Regions from separate parts of the Triticum aestivum genome. Here region 1 is linked to region 2. The links are chromatin contacts, called in public Hi-C maps. All regions are on one chromosome and are shown on one strand. The core of a region is the stretch at or near the end of the contact, and the rest is flanking DNA. Distances in the headings are between cores, read along the strand shown.

The links. Hi-C and Micro-C count contacts between places; a contact is called where the count stands out from the background.
Region 1: a Hi-C map of leaf shows a contact between it and region 2, with 5 times the contacts expected there. The contact joins the promoter of LOC123145284 here to the promoter of LOC123145282 in region 2. A contact is called at or near these places in 3 of 5 Hi-C or Micro-C datasets (leaf and an unstated tissue) and 1 of 1 datasets of contacts at active chromatin or transcription factors (leaf).

The regions. Positions count from the first base shown.
Region 1 is chr6D:388,133,245-388,136,657 of IWGSC CS RefSeq v2.1, forward strand. LOC123145284 reads left to right here and starts at 1,454. Exons shown (of 1, transcript XM_044564657.1): 1 at 1,454-2,507. The coding sequence starts at 1,614. The coding sequence ends at 2,159.
Region 2 is chr6D:387,988,059-387,991,455 of IWGSC CS RefSeq v2.1, forward strand. LOC123145282 (cysteine protease XCP1) reads left to right here and starts at 2,047. Exons shown (of 4, transcript XM_044564655.1): 1 at 2,047-3,136; 2 at 3,264-3,397. The coding sequence starts at 2,653. LOC123145281 (ribose-phosphate pyrophosphokinase 4) reads left to right here. Exons shown (of 6, transcript XM_044564654.1): 3 at 1-18; 4 at 120-248; 5 at 667-766; 6 at 844-1,280. The coding sequence ends at 977.

The DNA.
Region 1 (3,413 bases), core at 204-2,703, 140 kb after region 2:
AAACCAAAAATCGGCACTCATAGCCCCTAACCCTAATAAAAAAAACAAAGGCATATCACAGCGTGATGGTTCAGTCAAACCGCTGCGACGAGGGAGGAAAGGAACAAAGGAGCTGCAGCAGTTGCGCCCCTCCACTCGGATGATTCCTTCCTCCACCCACCTCGCCGTCTCATTTAGCGCGCGCAGGTGGGGAGGTGTCGGCGGGAGGAAGCAACCGACGATCGAGACCAAGAGAACAGTAGGGGCCCCCTCAAAAAAAAAAAAGAACAGTAGGGGCGGGTGGGCCCGGGCGTCGTATCAGAGTTGGACTTGTGAACCGCCGCCGCTGTCCGGCTCTGTGTGTGTGTGTGTTGGCCTGTGCCCGCTTCTTCGGAACCGCACATCTCTCCGTAGCTTCGACCGTCAACACCGGTTTCTGGTGACTTCCAACCTTTTTCCCGCGTCGAATTGCACGCCACCGCCGCATGGTTCTGGCGTGAAACGCGCTGAAACTGAAACGTTCAGGGCGGGCACCGTCCGGGTGATTCCCCGTATAACCCCGTCGACGTATTACTGGCATTTTTGGTCTGGGTGATGCTTGCGAAGACGCACGCGTTGTTATTTACGTACGAGAAGAAGAGAAAAAGGAGCAGTGTCTTTGTGGAAAGGCGTGGTACGTTGAAGTGTGTGAGCACCCGGCTGGATGGAAGGAGAAGGTGACAAACAGTTGGTTGTTCTGTCTGGTAGGAGCATTGTTTCGTGGGCGACCTGACTGGCGATTTGGATGATTAATCCAACCCCCACGTTCTCATGCGCATTCTTTTGCTTATTACTACCACTCAAACACAGACATAGAGCAGCCCCTCTCGTTTATTATGTGCCTGGAACCATCCATCATTGAGAGGATCATCAAAGGTTCCAGCGAAGCTAGCAACAAGTGCAAAAGGGGCCGTCCTCTTATGATGATCTGAAAGCAGCGCAGTGCAACTGCAACCAGGTGTCCGGTTGATCGATCCTAGGACAGCAGCAACAACGATAATTTTCATCCATTTTACCACCCCAAAGGCATACGACCCGTTCGTTTCCTGCACAAAAACTTTCTCGCGTTCCACTTCCACGTAGCAGCAGTTCCTAGGCCAGCATGGACAGACGCCAGCAAAGTCAGACAGCTCGCCACGTGGTGGATGTCAAAGCAGAGCAGCAGGTGCAATTGCCAGGTGTTCCGGTACACACACACACACAGACAGGCAACCGCACCGGCAGCCCATCATTTGCCTTGCCAGCCAACGCGGCTGCTCCGTCCGTCCACGTCCAGCTCACGTCGCCTCCCTGGCTGGAACAACACGCAGCCTCCGGTCCGGCGGTGTACGAAGCTTTCAACTGCACTTCGTGGCCCCCGATGCGCAGAGGCCCAAAAGCCCGCCAGCCTGTCCAGCCGCGACCGCAGCGCCCACCACCCACATATACACACCCAGACGCGCGTTCTACGACTTCCTCTCCTCTCTGTGCCCCCCAATCCTCCTCGCCAACTCATTCCCAGAGCACCAAGAAGATCTGGAGAAGAGAGGAGGCCATTGCTAGCTCCCCACCATCCCCTTCTCCCTCTATCTGCCTAGCGTTCTTGCTTGGTCGCCATGGCCACCATCCTGGAGAACATCCAGAAGGCGCGGTTCCTGCCGACGAGGCCGCTGAGGGACGACCTGCCCACCTTCCAGGGCGGCAAGGAGGAGGAGAGCCACCTCATGGGCCTGCGGAAGCGCCTCTCCAGCTTCTCCGGCAAGATCCAGCCCATCTCCTCCGCGTCCGCCGAGTGGGCGTTCAGGCGGACCCGGTCGGCGCCGTCGCTCGCCGCCGAGTTCGCGGGCGGCCCGCTCAAGCGCTGGTGGGACTGGGGCCTCGGCTGGCTGCTCTCCAAGAAGCTCGGCTTCGCCGGCGACCTGGAGATGAACGAGGAGGAGGCGGCCGCGCTCGGCCGCCAAAGCAGGGGCACCTGGGCCCACGTCCTCTACAAGGTGCGCTCCGGGGTCCGCCGCCTCGTCGCGTCCGACCACTCGCTGCCCACCACGCACCACCGCAAGGCCTCGCTGCCCCCGTCCTCCTCCGCGCACCAGCACTGCAAGCCCGCGCCGCAGTTCGCCTACACCCAGAGCTTCCAGTACGGCCAAGCAATGGCGCACTAAGCAGCTTGCTTTGCATCTTGTTCTGGTGGTGTCCGCGAGATCCAAATAGACACGACGACGGGAAGGAAGCTCGTGAAGAAGGAGAAGATTCAGGTCTCAGGTGAGATCGATGGGGAAGATGGCTCGCTACACAATTATATCTGGGAATTTAGAGTTGTTAGTTTACCGTGCTGCTTTCTTTTTTGTGGGTAGATCTAATGTCTCTACGTATAATAGATACCGAGTGTATGCTGGTGGTTCTTTCCATTCTTTTGAGGTCGTGGGTGCCATGTAAATGTTTGTGGATTCCTTATGTTTTTGCCTCCTGCGGTAAATAAAAGCTAATGCAGATTCGTGGTCGACTGCTCCTATGTTCGTCTTGATGATATAGATGCCGTCTACTGCTTCTCTTCAGATCTGAAGAGCTCAACCATCTTTCCAGTTGCTACCAGCTAATGGTCCATGCAGCTCACAATAGCTGGTGGAGCTAGCTAATGAGGGTTTTGTTTTCCTTTCGTAGAGGCTTGATACCACAGATGACACGCATTATATTATAATTATGGAAAGCAGTTCCGTATGATGGAACTGCTGCTCAAACAAATAAAATAATGATGAACAGGCTTCGATGGACTCTAGTGTTGGTGCATCAACGAGGTACTAGAAGAAAAATAATAAGAACGTGTCGGTGTATTAGCAAAGAAGGAGAAAAACAATAAAAAAATAGAGAAGAAGAAGAAGCAGAGACAATTCACACACGAAAATTTGCACATTTCTTTACAAGTTGGGCGTATGTTGTTTCTCAAGCTACATCTTTTCCAAAAAGGCTCGTCGCCCCGCCTTATAAATAAAGCATCACCGTCTTTCGCCCTTTTTTTGGTAGATTTTTCAAGCGTTTTGTGTTTAGGGTGTTTCGGAAAAGTGACATTAGAGCAGAAAGTAACGAACGAGTAGGCGCGGTTCGGAGCATTGGTGAAGCGTCGCGACGAGGAGAACAGGTAGGAGGTCCAAATCTGTGGCATAATTAAGGGTTACATGTGCGCCACCAGAAACGAATGATTGGAAACATGGCACACACGAATTCAGGCAGTGTACTTGTGGTTTACTGGTTCTAGTACTAGCTTACAGCTTTCTGATGGAGAGATAGAAAGTAATGGGCGCTGACGTGCTGGCATGCACAAGCTCGCTATGTTCTGAATCCAACAAAATGTGAGTTCACTACTGTGTTCTGAATCCAACGAATATCGCGGGGAAGGAGGACGGCGGTGCAGCTGCTGC
Region 2 (3,397 bases), core at 797-3,296:
TTGGCCAACTTCCCAGTGGTCAGTATTCCTGTTCCTTTCTGTTTGTGATACACAGAGGGATTGATTACCCGGCATTAAGCTTTCAGGCCTTTTGATGATGGAGCTGTTTGACTATGTAGGTTGTCTGTGCGAAGGTCCGTGAAGGCGACAAGAGGATAGTCCGGATTAAAGAAGGGAACCCTGAAGGGCGACATGTCGTTATTGTCGATGATCTAGTGCAATCTGGTGGAACTCTTAGAGAGTGCCAGGTAACTATCTGTCATTCTGTTGCAATTGCTGATGGGTAGTCTTGTGGCATCATTTCTAGTTGTCCGACCAAAATACGTATTCTCTGTACAATGGTAAAAATGGCCTGTACAATGCAAATTTTACCTGAATCCACATTCGACAGTATTACCAGCAGGCTAAGTCATGTAAAGTTAATAAGTTCAATTCCATTCCTTCGGCAAACCTGGTTATAGCAAGAGTCAATGGCATGTGAATTTTCACGCTGTGGGTCAATTTGGTGTGACATATTTACTTCATGTCATTGTACAGCGAAATAGAAGTAACATATTTCAAGTGTCAATTAAGTATGATGCAGTCTGTGGACTTTTAGCTGCATATACTATTTCGCCCCCCTTTTTTATCATGAGTATTTATGTATTGTTCAACTCTGTTCTGCAGAAAGTTCTGGCTGCTCATGGTGCTACAAAAGTCAGCGCCTATGTAACTCATGCTGTGTTCCCCAATCAGTCATATGAACGCTTCATGACTGCTAATTCTGGTAATTGGTGGTTCTCCCTTTCCCCTGTTTTTCAGCTATTCAACTTTGATTTGCTCATTGTTTTAATTTTTTTGCAGCCGGGCCAGGTGACCAGTTTGCTTACTTCTGGATCACGGATTCGTGCCCTCAGACAGTGAAAGCCATCAGCCAACAACCTCCATTTGAGGTGTTGAGCCTTGCTAGCTCGATTGCTGATGCCCTTCAGATATGAACATGGACCGTGAAATGGGCTGCTCCTGAATATAGAGCTTACATTTCCAGCTCCAGCAAAACAAATAATGTGGAGCGAGTTCGAGTTCTCTAATTGTGTCGAGTCTTAAGCTTTCATAAGCAGCCCATGGTTTGATAATAAAACAAGGCATTGGATATTCATCCGTGCGGTTCTCTGTATTCGCTTCTAATGCTCTAGACCAGTCTAGTGTTTTAATTTCCTGACATGACATGTACGAAGTCTGAAAAACCTGAGCGTTTGCATTTGATTGAAATTTTAGGTCAGGTTTCGGCCTCCTGCTTACTGAATTTTCATCATATTGGCCTGATAGGATACATCAGTCGAAACCTGTTAACTTATTATTTGCTTCCTTTTTCTGCTCTTTGAAAGATAAACCCTTCGGGTGTTACAGTTAATCGTGATGCGGGGAGTGAGAGCAATGTTTCCAAGGAATCGAAGCAAATATTATGATTATTATAGATGAATTATTTAACCCTTGCCTGTCCGGTCCAAGCTCCAGTCTTGCAGCATGGTGAAATGTGGTGTGGCATGTACACTGGAACGTGCGACCAACTAGCAGTAGTAACACACAATGGTCTTCAGGATTGGTACTTCTAAACAGAAGGCAAGCTTGCGTAGTGGACACATTGAACTTAGCTGGAGTGCACCACTGGAGCGCACAGATGTCAATTAACTTGCATTATTAGTTTGCAGCTGCATTTTTTTACTGTGACAGTCGACAGTGCAGGGGAATAACATATGCTGACATGTGAATGTCAAACTGCATATTTCTGAAGGCACAAAAATGTAGCCTGAAAAACTGGGTCTGCATATACACACTTTACATAACGTCACATGGTACATCCAGGAATTTGGACCTATCTTCTAAAATATAGTTTGAACTTAGTTATCCTGTCAAAAAGGTGAAATTCAGGCAAATAGGTTGTACTCCCTCCATCTCATAATATAAGACATTATTATATCTCCATACATTGAATGTCTTATATTATGGGACGTCCCATAATATAAGACATTCAAGTACAAGTTTAAATAAAATCTCAAATACGGAGTAATTGCCCTAGTACCCTTAATGATAAGTGATCCGAGATAAAATGAAAAACTGGTGCCCCTTTTGTCAAGAATGGGCACATTTAGGTTCAATTTCATCTGATATTTTCCTATTCTACAACCAATGGATATGTGCACCAAACTTCAACAGGAAAAGGAAAAATCATTGCAAGTAGTTTGATACCATCACATTATAAAATGGCATGAGGTACATCTGTTTGGTGAAGACTTAAGCAGATGAGCAAAAGATACTTGTCCATCCTTGTAAATAACCAATTCTGCAGCTAGCTGCTTCGTCTAGCCGAACAAGTTACCTCCAGTCGGTCGGTGTGCAAGGCTGCAAGCATCGGTTACTCACTATTCTAATGCATGCGCTGCTACCTAAACCAAAGATTTCAACATGAGCAAGAGCATACCTGCAAGGCTAAAACCGCATCTTCCTCCTCATAAATCTTCAGCAACAAGGGTCATATCAGGTGAGGTGGGATGAATCGCTTGCTTGCAAGAAACATGCATGGCTAGGTAGCGATCGATCGGTATATATAAAAGGTGTCCATTTGTTTCCGGCAGTCCCATGACAAGAAGCAGCGCTGATTAATCCGTCGCCATGGATTCAGAGCTCTCAATAGTGCTCTTCTTGTTGATAGTTTTTGCAGCGTGTTGTTGCTCTTCTTCTAGCGCCACCTACCACCATGACCCCGCGGTCGTCGGCTACTCGCAGGAGGACGTCGCGCTGCCGAGCAGGATCCTCGAGCTCTTCAGCTCGTGGTCGGTGAAGCACAGCAAGGTCTACGTGACCCCGAAGGAGAAGGTGCGGCGGTACGAGGTGTTCCGGCAGAACCTGAAGCACATCGTGGAGACCAACAGGAGGAACGGGAGCTACTGGCTGGGCCTGAACCAGTTCGCCGACGTCGCCCACGAGGAGTTCAAGGCCGGCTACCTTGGGCTGAGCACCGGCTTGGCCGGCGCCGGCGGGCGGCCGCGCGCTCCGACGACGGCATTCAGGTACGAGGCCGCCGTGGACCTGCCCTGGGAGGTGGACTGGCGGAAGAAGGGGGCCGTGACGCCGGTCAAGAACCAGGGGAGATGCGGTAAGCAGACAATCTCTGAACTCTGAAGTCTGAACATTGCATTGCACATCCATGAACCATGATTCATCTCAGGATTTCGGTTAGCACATTGCGCGCCATCTATCTGGATTCTGAAATTGTGTTGCAGGAAGCTGCTGGGCCTTCTCGACGGTGGCGGCGGTGGAAGGGATAAACCAGATGGTGACGGGCAGGCTGGAGTCGCTGTCGGAGCAGGAGCTGATGGACTGCGACAGCACCTTGGACCACGGCTGTGGAGGGGGA